Regions from separate parts of the Mus musculus genome. Here region 2 is linked to region 1. A link is a contact called in public HiChIP or PLAC-seq data. All regions are on one chromosome and are shown on one strand. The core of a region is the stretch at or near the end of the contact, and the rest is flanking DNA. Distances in the headings are between cores, read along the strand shown.

Region 1 (6,460 bases), core at 1,530-4,029:
GCTTCCTTACGCTTCCGGCCCCACACTTCCTCAGAGGACGCTCCTCTGGCAGCTAGGGGAGACTTGCACATTTCTGTTTCACACAGATTCTTACGTACTACAAACGTTCTTCTGACCAGCAACAGGGTAGCCTTTTGCTGACGTGGGAGGTGAGACCAAGCCACTATGTTCACTCATTTATTTAGCCAGTTGGCTCTTTGTAGACAGAGTGGGTGCTCTGGGCTGTTGGCTGTTTCCTAACAGAGATGGAGCTGCAGTCCATAGGAGTCAGGTTGGAAGTTTGGATGGTCATTTCTTACAAGGAAAAAAAAAAAATCCATTAGCGCTTACAAGCAAACACGGGTTTTATAATCAAGGCTTCAAGGGACTAGAGAATAACACTGGCTAAAGAGTTTCCTTGGTAAGACTATGATATATGCAGCTGGTTAGATAAAATTACTTTAGGATAATATACGATATCTTCCCTTAGAATCCATGAAGGTTTGATCCAAACACCCTGCAAGTACCAGAATCTGCTCAAGACCCTTACAGGAATATATACAGTGCCTGTTTGAGACCTGAATGTGCCCTGTGTTCAATTGTCTCTAGATTACTTAGCATACCTAAGATAATGTAAGTGCTAGGTAAACCATTAATTATACTGTATAGGACATAAAGACAAGGAAAAAAGGACATTTGTGCATTGCAAGCAGATGCATTTTTCAATTATCAATCAGTGGTTGGCTGAATCCACAGATGACAAATCCATGGATATGGAGGTCCAAGTTAATAGTCGCATATGACAAGAAGGGTGAAAGATGAGTGTGTGTCCAGCTCTGTCCAAAGTCTGAGTAACACACCAGTCCTTCAGGAGTACACTCAATTACAATGTCAGAGGCATGTGGTCATACAGCAACAGATTGTTAAAAAACAGAGAGCGATTCTTCTACTCCGTACCAATCAAATGATCCTCAGCATGCCACCTAACCTTGCTGAACCTTAGTCTTCCTCTTTTAAAAAAAAATGTAAATAATACATGTACCAGAGTCATGGGGCTTTGGCAGGATCCAGGAGAAATAAATCTAAAAGTTTAGGCTGTGGATACTTACATGGGAAATACTTATCAGTCAGCACTAATAGCAATAACAGCTATTAGCTATTAACTAACAGCCGCAGTCTATCAAACACTCCTCAGTAGTTCAGTCTTCCTTCACGTCACAGCCATCCCAACCCTCTGCACCTGTTCTTGTGCATGCACACAGCAGGGTGAGAGAAAGAGCAGCAGCATGGACAGAGCAGAGCTGAGCCATAAATACCTGAAGGCAGGGCTCCCTTACCCTCTCCAGGAAGCGTGTAGGGCAGTGGCCCCAGCAAAGCAGCTTAGTAGCAAGCACCCCCAAGCCACCACAGTAATGTGATCCAAGGGCCTTTTCATAGAGGACTGTATAAATAGCCCTCTGATTATAGAGGACTCGGTGTCCAGCACTCCGGGTTAGGGCACTCCCTGATGGGCTTTCCTCAGGGTTGTGAGCAGTGGAGAGCTGTGGCTTGGAAGCAGCTGCACATGTCCTCCAGGAGCCTCCAAAGGGCTTGCTTTCTCTCTCTCTTCCCAACCCACAATGTTATGTGGTTCTAGAGCCTCTAAAATTAAACCACTGCTAAGCCACCACAACTCCTGCACCCGCCTTTGGCTCTGAAGACCGCAAGGTCCGGGAGAACCGACTTGAGCCCAGTTAATTTGGAAGCACTGGTGTGTCAACTGTGGGCTGTGTTGTGTTGTTTTGTTTTGGTTTGGTTTGGTTTTTTCCCCTTCCATATTCTTACCTAGTTTCCACCACTCACTGCTGGTACCTCTTTGAGTCACCAGGATTTACCAGAATTCTCTAAGGGAAAGTCCTGGGTCTCCACCACTGAGAAGTTCATTTTGCTGCCCTGGGCATGATGAATTCAACTTATGATCCACAGAGGTAGGAGGCAGTCAGCAGTGGCAAGCAGTCCGCTCTGTCAGCCTCAAGGATGTGTTTCTAAACAACGCACTCAGGATGGGAGCTGCAGGTTCCAAAAGCAGGAAGGAGTCACACATGCACATCAGGCACTGACCATGGGTCACTCTGTCCATGTCACAGAAAGGGAAAGGGACACTGAAGAGCCAAGTCACTTGTGCAGGAACAGATCCAGAACTAGAATCTCAAATCTAGCACTCTTGCTACCAGAACAACCATTTTCCCACCGGGAGGCCTTGCAGTCACAGAGAACAGGGCGGTCTGTGGTACACGGGGGGCCCCTTCCTAGCTATGGTATGATGGAGATTCTGGGGGTGAGGGGTGAGGGGGAGGGGGTAGGTCAAAGGAGTAAAACCACATGGAAGCAGAAAGCTCACGAGCAAGGTACAGATATGTAGGGAAAATAAAGAACGAGCTTACAATATGTCTGAAAGGCAGGACACTGAATCTATTACCAGAATTTAAGATAAAGGTCAAAATGAATGTGAAACACATAATGAACGAACTCAAAAGTCCGAGACAAGATAGATCAAAAACAGCGTGGTCAAGCCAGTCTGGAGCTGAGATGGAAGGGAAAACACCAGCAACACTGATTCAGACTTTCCATGTTTTGCTCACTGTACACTTTCTAAAATATTCTTCGTCTTGACTTTTTAAATGTGACGTCAAAATATCCATTATCGTGGCTGGTAAGCTTTGGCACCCTTGTGACATCAGTGCCTAAGGACAGGCCTTCTCTTGCCTCATCCTAGTCACAGACCTATTTTTGTAGCTCGCTTGGCTCAGAAGAGCACCTGGCACAAAGCAGACACTCAAGTAAGTATAAACGGAAGTCTGTGATGTCACAGGAAATGGCATAATTCTAATCTCTTCCAATAATAATCTCTGAGAATGACAAGAGAATTTGAACGTAGGATAACCGCAAGAGTCAACACCATCCTGTACCAAAGCAAAGCACAGCAAAGCCCTGGGTTATAAAGTCAACGGGCTCCTGGTAGACTAAGCTTACCAACTTAGAAAACTATGACTGACTGAACTGTGTCCCCTTCCTCAAATCAGTATTGAAGGACAAAGCTCCAGGACGTCAGAGTATAGATGTTTACAGACAAGCCTTTAAAGACTCAGGAGGCTGAGGCTGCAGCTTGGTGTGGACTGTTTGGCTTGCATGGTCCAGGCTCTGCAATTAATCTCTAGCACAGGGGTAGGAGATGTCACTAAGGTTAAGTGAGATCCACATGGGTGGATCCTGAGTGATGTGACCGGTATCTGTACAAAAGGAAATCAGGATGCATCACGAGAACCAGAGATTCCATGAACACAGAGGAAAGACCAAGAGAAGACACAGTAAGTTGCAACCGCCTGCAAGCTAAGGAGAGGGCGCGCAGGTGAAGCCAGCCCTACAGCCTTCTAGCTCCCCACCAGGAGGAGTCAGCCTCTGCTAATGAAGCCAGCGGTCTACGGGATCTGTTACTGAAGCCTTGGCCGCCTTCACATTTTCATCCTCCCACACCCGTCTCACTGACCTCATGGGCAAATGAAGGCACAACACAAGGCATTTCCAACTCTGGGATTTAACCCTGGAAGTCTATGCTTTGAAAAAAAGACATAAAGGCCATAAAATCTGGCCATGAGGATAGGGAATGCAGCTATTTTGCAAACTATATCAGTAAGTAAAATTAAGGTTTCATTAGATATACCGCTACAATGGAACAAAGACTAGCCACCAAAGACTTTCCTCAACTGCCTGGAGTAAAAATGTGTAGAGAACTTAATGAGTTGCTAAAATGCTATAACACAACTTGATAATGATTTATAGTAATTTTATATAAATATTCATAAAAGAGCATAGAGCACATTGGAAGGCCTGGAGGGTTGGAGGGGCATGACAGGATGGAAAGATCAAGTGGGGAGGGGGAGCAGAAGTGGGGTTGAAGGAAGAAATGTAGAGAGAGACAGCCAGAAGTGAGGGGCACTGGCGAGGGAGTATGGGAACCAGTGCAGCAGAAACTTCCTAAGATAGATGAAAGTAATCCTAATGAAGTCTCTAAATAATGTGGGAAAATTTTAATTTATACAACAAAATATTTTTAACTGTGAGAAGTATTGGGCAAGCCAGATATAAATCCATAAATACCTATATTTCCAAGCACTTGGGAGGCTAAGGCAAAAGAATTATGAATTTCAGACCAACCTGGGCTTACAGCAAGACTGTCTTGGGAAAAAAAATACAAGGAAAAAGAACTATAATATACATTAGATTCTAAACCTATATGCATTTATGTGTGTAGTTTACAGCAAGTAATCACGAGAGCTTTGCACAACTTACATGAAATTTCTGTAAACTTGCTGTGGGGCTAAAATTCTTGATAATCCCAATGGATGTACCAAAGCATAAATCTTTATAATATACAGAATGTCTAGGGCCTGCATTAAAGGATGCTCAAGAGGTAGCAAGCCTGGTGCTCAGTGACAGTGATGCTTGGTTTGCTAGACGGGACAGGGAAGAGGAGCCTCTATTGCCCATGCTTCTTGCCAGGTTTGTGGAAACTGCAAGTGGTGGGCTAGCACCAGGTACCACCACTGACTACACTATTATACCTCTATGGCACCTGTGAGAATGCACTGGCACAGAAGTGTTCCCCAATCAGTCAACAGGACCTTCCATCAAAGGACACTCTCTTATACTCCCATTGGGCAACCAGGATTTCCAATAATACTACACCTACTGCACTGTAGCATGCCCTTCATAGAAAACGGGGCCTACAGCAAAGGGAAAGGAATTTAACATGGCACCCCTTTATCTATGAGGGCTCCACTCCTCAACCTCCATGGGTACCTGAAATTCTATATATAGTCCTTTTCCATACAAAAGTCAACCATAGAAAGAGATTGACAATAATTTAAGGAACACTTATATTATAAAATTTATGCGAATTTGATCTCTTACACAAAACCTTACTGTATTTTCATTTTCTCACTTAAAGGAACCACTTCAGAGCTTCTTTTTGGCATATCCTATTGTCATATCACTAACCCTGTGTTTTGGGACCATTACTCGGGAAATTGGCATTACGTGAACACAAGCATCCATCTATGGCTGACCATATGCAAATGTTCCTTCCTATAAGTTGAGACCAGCCACCCGGGAGAGTGAGAACAGTATAATAGAATAAGATTTCCCCCAGATCGTTCTTGCCCTCCACCCCTATGGCTTTAGGGGACACTCACACTTCCTGCAGATTCGTCAAGTCCTCAAAAGCAGCAGAGTCGATCTCGGAGAGTCTGTTATAACTCAGGTTTCTGGTAGAAGAGAAAGTGAAAAGTACGAAATTAATAGTTGACATTTCATCAAAGACTAAGAAACCTTTCCCCACTCACCAAGTCCCTCAAAGAGAAACCTCCACCCTCTGCCTAGTGACCTTTCCCTCCTGTGTCCTGTTTTAGTAACAGACACGGTGAGCTTCATAAACATCGCTCTCCCCGCCTGCTTCAGTGCACACAGAGTGCACAGAGCAAGGCCGGGAACCTGCACTTCCAGGGTGGACTCAAGCAGACTTCCAGTACCAACTGGCTAACCAACACTTGAGAAACTAAGAAGGGCCAGTACTAATCCAAATGCTTTGTACCGTATCAAGTCCAGGGCCACTCAGGTTTTAAAACTGCATGTATTAGGACTGGAGAAAGGGTTAAGAGTAGTTACTGTTTTTGCAGAAGGCTTAGGTACCCAGTACCTACCTACAAGGCTCACAAATACCTGTAACCCCAGTTCCAGAGAGCCTAACACTCTCTACTAATAACTGCAGGCTCACACAGGCTATGGTGCACATACATATACTCAGGCTTATACACAGAAACATTTTTATTTATAGTGTGTGTGTGTGTGCACGCGCGCGTGCAGATCGGAGGACAATCTGTGAGAGTTGGTTCTTGCCTGCCACCATGTGTGCCTTCACTCTCTAAGTCAGTGGTTCTTAACCTTCCTAATAGTGCAACCCTTTAATACAGTTCCTCATTTTGTAGTAACCCCAACCATAAATTATTTTTTGTTGCTACTTCATAAATATAACTTTGCTACTGTTATGGATCAATAAATTGTAATGTAAATATCTTTTTTTCTGCCGGTCTTGGCAACCCCTGTGAAAGAGTCATCTGATACCCCCAAAGGGGCTGAGACCCACAGGCTGAGACCCATACAGCAAATCCTCAAGGACAATCTTTTGTTTGTCTGTTTTTTCAAGATAGGGTTTCTCAATGTAGCAGACCTGGATAACCTGGAGCTCACTCTGTAGACCAGTCTGGTCACAGAGACGAATGTGACTTAGCCTCCTGAGTGCTAGCATTAAAGGCATGCCCGACTCCTCAAGGACAGTCTTAATGGCTTTTGTTGTTGTTTTGAGAGAGGGTCTCCCTCGCTGGCCTTAAATATGCTATGTAGACCAGGCTGGCCCAAGAACTCAGGGATCACCCTGCCTCTGGCA
Region 2 (6,460 bases), core at 2,225-4,724, 2.6 Mb after region 1:
AGAAATGGAGAAATGTGTCAAATGTTAGTATTCCTGTCTCTGGTTGGTGAGATTACAGCTCCATTGTTATCTTTCTAGTTCTTTATTATTTCCCTTATGTTCTCCACAATGAGGGCCTGTGAGTGTGAACACCCACCCACACCACAATGGAGCTTTAAATAGCTTCCAATTTCCTGCACACTATGTCCCCTTTGACACAGCTCCTCTATTCAGTCATCTTGGTCTTACTGAAATACATAAGCAGACTTGGTAAAAAAAAAAAAAGTTTTCTTCTCAGAATGTTTAGCAGTTCCTGGATTCAATGAACGCAGTGTTAAAAGATATCGGAACCACTTGTGCACTGACTCTGCAGAACGGAGGGAAACATTGTCCAATTACGGAAAATATCTGCAAATATATTAGCTGTGTTGAAAGGGTTCAGATCAGACTTGGGGCCATGAATTTTGGATCCTGCTGCAAACTCATTTTTAAGCATTATTTATACAAGTCCCAGCCCGCTGACGCCCTGTGAAGTACAGTTTCACCAAAAGTCTATTTTGAGCACACCCTTTGTTGGGTTGAGACAATTGGCTTAATATTTCAAGCCAAGAAAAACGCCATGGAATGTGGGGAAGAAAAACAAGGACGGGAGGAGTGAATACTTCCAATTAGCTCGGAACACCAGCTGCCTCCGTGGGGTGCTGCCGACCTGCCCAGTTCAATAGCACAGACACTGTACAGACTGCAGTCTCTACAGCAAGAGCAAGTTTTTAAAAACCCAGAAAATGCGTGTCTTCACAGCACTCTGGGTGAGGGCGGCAGAGATAAGAGGAAGGAGTGAAGCTAACTTCTCCTCCTCCGAAGAGTTCCTTTTAACAGGCCCGAGATGATACGACGACCATTTGCTCCATCCACCTGCCTAGCATCTATGCCAGGGGAGTCACGTGCTCATCGGAAGAAGTCACGTTTCTTTAAAGTCGCACTGTCAAGCACTGTGCCCGTGTGTTCCCTTCGCTGTTTACAAGGAGCTACATCAGAAGACAAACAGGACAGCTGGCTGTGTCCACCGTGTCTTAGTGATCACAAAACACAGCAAGTGGCGAAATCCAACTCAACAACTGTTAGCTGGACTTTGATACAAAGAGCTTGACTGGAGGACAGAGATTGGTTTTGTGTGTGTGTGTGTGTGTGTGTGTGTGTAGGTTTTCTCTTTCCCAGAAAAGACTTAAATGGACATTATCCACAATACAGTTTTAAGCACACCCTTAAAATAGACCAGAAGGAGCAGCCCGGCTTTGAGACTATGACTTTAAAGTGTACAGCTGTAAGAGATAGAGCTGAATTTGGGTGAGCTACATGGAGCTCAGGAAACTTTAGAAGTCAAAAGTATTTTTGGCTTTGCTAGCCATGTCTTATTTGTCACAGCCATTTATCTTTGTCCTCAGAGTGTGAACACACACACACAGCTTACAGGTAGAGTAATGAGCATAGCCACTTTCCAGTGTAACACTATTTACTGAATATGGTGGTAGTTGGGTTGGGCCTGTAGGCTCTTGTTTACCAAATCCCACTTTATGCCTCTTCACCACCAGGCTGCAGTGTAGGAGCCACACGTCCTTCAAAGAGGACCAGGCTCCGAGAACCTGGCCAACACTTTCTCACCTGCTCGGAGAGGACAAGGGATTGTAGATGCTGCCATAGTAGCTGGTGTAGGGAGAATGCACTGGATTTTCATATTCAGATAGCCCAATGGTTAACTGGGTCCTCCAGTTCCCAGAAGCATTTGTGGAAGACACTAGAAATGAGAACAGAAAGAGAGAGAACGTTAGTTGAACTATTCCAAGCTAAATCTGTTCAGGTTGCTTCACACTCCGGTATGTGCAGAGCAGAGAGATGGAAGCCTGGGTTTAGTTTTGTGTTTGCCACTGCTGAGGGGGTGGGTCCAGGCCTTGCCTCTGTTCTACCTCTGAGAACGAGAAACCCCTATCTGAGCCAGAATTGATAATCAGTTCAATTTTCTGGGTTAATAGCCGGCTGAGTGACTTGGGCAAATAGCTCCTCCTTTTGAAGCTTCAGTTTTCTTATTGTGGAGAGGGTAAGTACATTTTCTGTGGTGACAGCACCAGGACTGAAGGTTATGATGAACATAGTTAGCCTAGTGCAGAATAAAGGCTCGCAACATGGTAAGTATTACTATTAACAGGAGTTAGTCCAAAGGGAAGACAGAATTATTTTCAAGAACACCCGTTTTGAAGTAGCCCAGAAGGAAAAGGGAGTGGATTCTCAAAGGGAGAGAACCTTGCCACCTGGGCTTCAGATCCGACCAGATGGTACTTGAGAATCCGTCGAGAGGAATGTGGAGGAAAAGCCTTCAGCCAGGTCACTTGTCAAGACTTGACTGCTGAAGGCAACACTGGCCACTGGTAAGGCAGGGCGTTTTCTATTGTTGACTGAAAAGTGGAGGGTGAAGCTAGCAGGAGGTGGAAGAGGCTAGCTTTGCAGAAGGGTGGATCCAGGAGATGACAAGGGTACAATTTGGAAGCAGAGCCTGATTGAAGGAATGTTACTGGGTGTCACTGGTTATCACTGGGTTTCTGCTCTTCTCTTTGTGGAACCAGTCCTGCCCCATGCCTGGGCTGCACAGGTGACTCGGCAGCTCTGTGTGTGTCTAAGCCTCACAGACAGCCCTGCTCACTGTTCTTCCTGTTCCTCACGTTCTGTCCACTGACCTCTTTCCACACCCACAAGCCACTTGCATTTGCCACTGACAAACTTCACAATGCGTCTTTGGCCACAATGCCACTTGATTTACACTAACAGATGTAGGATGCTCACGGAGGGTTTCCAAGACTGAGCACCGAGGGAAGGGCTCTGAAGCCTGCGGGGGTCATACTGTTAGCCCTGGGATGGAAGCCCTACTTTGTCACCTGCCAGCCTACGGGACTGGCAGTCATTCAAACTCTATCTAAACCAGAGAGAGTCACCTTAACTGTAAAATAAGAATCATAACACACAGCTCTCGCCCTACAGCCCTGCTGCTCCCATTAAAAGGGCACCCTGACACAGAGCTGCCAAGAAAAGGTGGCTATGATCACTCCTGAAACTGAGTCATGACGAAGCCTTCAGGTGGTGCAGAGTCTGACTAACCAGAAACAGGAAATGTAGCTCTCCGTGTGAATGATCGGAGCCTGTAGAAATACATCTCCAAAGCTATAAAGTAGGGGCAGGAACATTCCAGAAGGGATTTCCGGGAGCCTTGATTTCATCCACTTAATTCTTTCTAAAAGATGCTCTTAGCCAGGTGTGGTAGGGCAGGCATGGGAGAGGACTCATGAGTTTGAGGTCAACCCTGGATGCACTGTAAGATCCTATTTAAAAAACGTCAAGGGGGTGGGGGATGGGGTAAGGAGGAATGCTCTTGGTGGTGCAGTCAGCAGAACTGATACCAGGTCTGAACCAGGAAGCAGTAACTCCGTTTTCACCCTTGCCCTAGATACAAAACCAACAGCCAAGACACTCAAGGGTTTTGACTCACACCTGGTTTCCTGTGGGTGTTTCCCCAGCCCTGCGTGCGCACCAAAAGCCATCCACAAGAATTTCCAGACCCCTGTTTGCTCTCATTCTTGGGGAACTCTCTCCAGATGTGACCCGTGAAAGCCTTCCATGCTTCACCCTGAGCTTTGAGGAAGTTCAGGAGGTCCTCTGAGCAGGATAGGTGTCCTCTACATCAGAGCCATAAACCACAAGAAACAGTGATAGACACCTCTTCCTGTGTTAGATGTGGTCATAGGTGGGATAATCCCGGAAGTCCAGGTCGCAGAAATAGTAATAAAATAGAACCCAAGCAGTACTCTCCATGGCAATGTCTCTTGTCAACAATCTTATGAATCACAAAGGAACAGCTCACTCTGACTGTTCCACAGGCTTGGAAATTCCCACCTAGGACCCAGGTTTTTGTGTAGTTTAAGCATTCATGCATTTCTTCAACTCATACATTCCTTTAGTTGCTGATGACACCCTTCAAAGGACCTTGAGGTCCTTCAATACTGACCTAGCACTATGCTGGGCAGACCAGTCCTCAGCTCCTATTTCTCCAAATTACTCAGAACAGGTTAGGGTGTGCAGCAGGTACTCTGCAAATGGGAGCAGAGGGAGTAGCCAGCTCCCCATTTCAGGGTTAGAAAGAGAATGCTTTTGATGATCAAAATTAGCTACCAAAATTCCTGGAGTTTTCAGTAATGACGGTGGGCATGGAATCAGGTTTTCAAGAACCCCAGGCAAACATTGAGCTATGACCCCAGCCTCCCAAATTCCTTACATTAGCAATTCAGTTGAGAACAGTATAGACTGAGATAAGATAAGCAAAGTATGTAGAAAAATACTTGACAAATACCAGTTCTATCGGAATGACTGTAGGCGTTACGCAGGCAGGTGCAGGAATATTCGATCTTTAGATTTATGACATCTTGGCCAGTGGGAAGGGATGTGTGATCCTTACTTAATGCCTTCTGCTGACTTTATGTGTCTCTTTATTCTTTCAAAACATCAAACTCCAGTGATGAGAATACTTTTAAGAGATGTGGCTATCAATATGAGGTGAAGATAGCACAAAGCTGGAGCAAGCACCAAGCCAGGACAACACACAGACTGGGCCCTCATCCTGTGTTTGCCCGGCTCAGATCTACAAATGGCTTCATCAGGCTCTAATGCTCTCTGAAAGCTGTTCAAGTTGGCAGTTCTTATTACGGGTCCACTTAATGACCACCACTCTGAATGACCTCGGGGACCAATTTATGACCCTGGACAGGAGTGGTTTGGGATGGGTTGGGATACATGGTGGCCCCTGGAGTGATGTGCTTCCCCCAGCAGTCTTACCTGAAGAGTAGGAAGATGCTCGACTGCTTGGAGAACAGGGGACCTGCAGCCCTGCAAATCCCAGGCACCTCTGCGATCCCCTGTCTGAGTCAAAGCTCGTCTGTGGGCTGTGCCCCTGATCCTTTTGTCCAGAAGCCCTCTGGTACCAGCCACGCAGGTGCTCAGCAACTAAGGCCTTGTGGATGTTTTTGGTGATGTGCTCAGATTTCACGGCCGCCTTCCTTGGCAGCCGGAGAGTTGCGTATGGGTTATGTGGCACGCGGTCTACTTCATCTTCATGGAAAGACCTGCTGTAGTCCCTCTGGCGGTCATATCCATAGTGAGCTGAGGATCGGTAAGAAGGATTGACACTGTACTGTCCCTCAGTGTCATTCTCGTAGACGTAGCCACCACTGTAATACAGGTCACACTCTGCATACGGTGGATATCCAGCGATATAGTAACCGGAAGGAGGTGGGTCCTGACCTTTGGAGTAGACACCGTTCCTCAAAGGATCCTTTTGTGCTAGGTTGGGCATGCTTCCTGAATTGGAAGTAGAAACACTGTGTTTCTTGGACCTTCTTCTCCCCCTGGCACGGGTGTCTAGGGTCTGGGTGGTGTAGTAAGGGCTGGCAGCAGGCGTCACACAGTAATACTCGGAGCTTGACTGGCTGGTATACGAAGACCCGTCGTCAAGGATCTCCGTGCTGCTGCTTCTTTGGGATTTGGAGAGGGTGAAAAATGGCTTGTCACTGTCCATCTCGGAGAGCAGGTGGGACTGGGACTCCAGGCTTCCGCTCCGCTGGCGGCAGTGTTGAGATGAGGAGTCAGGTCTGAAAGGAGAGAAGGGAAGATGAATACAGCACAAGAAGGGTCCGAGGGAGAGAAAAGGACACTAGGCTGAGGGCTGGGGGCATGGCTCCATCATGGGGTGTGCAAGGGGCGAGCATGGAAACTTGAGTTCAATACAGAAGAACTCACGTTAAAAAGCCAGGCAGGGTGCCTGTAATGGACCCTAGGGAGGTGGTGACAGGCAGATCACTGAAGCTTGCTAGCCAGCCAGTTTAGGCAAATTGGTGAACTCCAGGTTCAACGGGAGACCTTATCTTAACAAATAAGGCAGAGAGTTGCTTGAGGAAGGCACCCCATGTTGACCTCTGGTCTCCACATACACATACAAGTCAAGTATACAAACACCCCCACACACATGCGCACATATAGGAGCATAGCAAGACAGAGAAAAGAACGTGTTGAATAGATTCATAACCTCTAAATTCAATAGGGCTTTGCAGGTTTCATAATAGAGTCCACCTGTTCACACCATGCACTGGTTCACTCATAAGCTCATCACCACAGAACTAGGGAAGAACCGGGTCCTGTTATTATGCAAGCCAAATCCTTTCTTGAGGCTAGAGAAGATATCTAGGATGATGTGTAGACTGCATTAAAGCTGGAAGCTGCTCTCCAACAGGTCTTTGGAGGCTTCTCTCTTCACATAGCATTCAGTCACGTAAGAATAGAAGAGAAGGAGGCAAGGTGGAGTGGAGCCTGGGCCTAAGGCAGGAATACCTGTGTTGAGCCACACATAGCTGTCAGCTGTAAGAGTTAGGGCAGACTATTTAACGTC

The links. HiChIP or PLAC-seq counts read pairs in DNA pulled down with a chosen protein or histone mark.
Region 2: an H3K27ac HiChIP or PLAC-seq map of regulatory T cell precursor shows a contact between it and region 1, with 18 times the contacts expected there. The contact joins two enhancer-like sites. A contact is called at or near these places in 1 of 484 Hi-C or Micro-C datasets (Th1 cells) and 2 of 115 datasets of contacts at active chromatin or transcription factors (regulatory T cell precursor and thymic regulatory T cells).

The regions. Positions count from the first base shown.
Region 1 is chr6:94,658,717-94,665,176 of GRCm38.p6, forward strand. Lrig1 (leucine-rich repeats and immunoglobulin-like domains 1) reads right to left here. Exons shown (of 19, transcript NM_008377.2): 2 at 5,211-5,282. Among named protein-coding and RNA genes, the nearest start is that of Lrig1, 38 kb to the right of the region's middle. Within about 2 kb of position 2,780, at least 27 of the 459 cell types and tissues checked have an H3K27ac peak or open chromatin away from gene starts, as enhancers often do. A contact at or near this core is called in Th1 cells, regulatory T cell precursor and thymic regulatory T cells, where this site is marked.
Region 2 is chr6:97,290,722-97,297,181 of GRCm38.p6, forward strand. Frmd4b (FERM domain containing 4B) reads right to left here. Exons shown (of 23, transcript NM_001346637.1): 21 at 4,855-5,666; 22 at 1,642-1,774. Among named protein-coding and RNA genes, the nearest start is that of Gm32191, 41 kb to the left of the region's middle. Within about 2 kb of position 3,475, at least 90 of the 459 cell types and tissues checked have an H3K27ac peak or open chromatin away from gene starts, as enhancers often do. A contact at or near this core is called in Th1 cells, regulatory T cell precursor and thymic regulatory T cells, where this site is marked.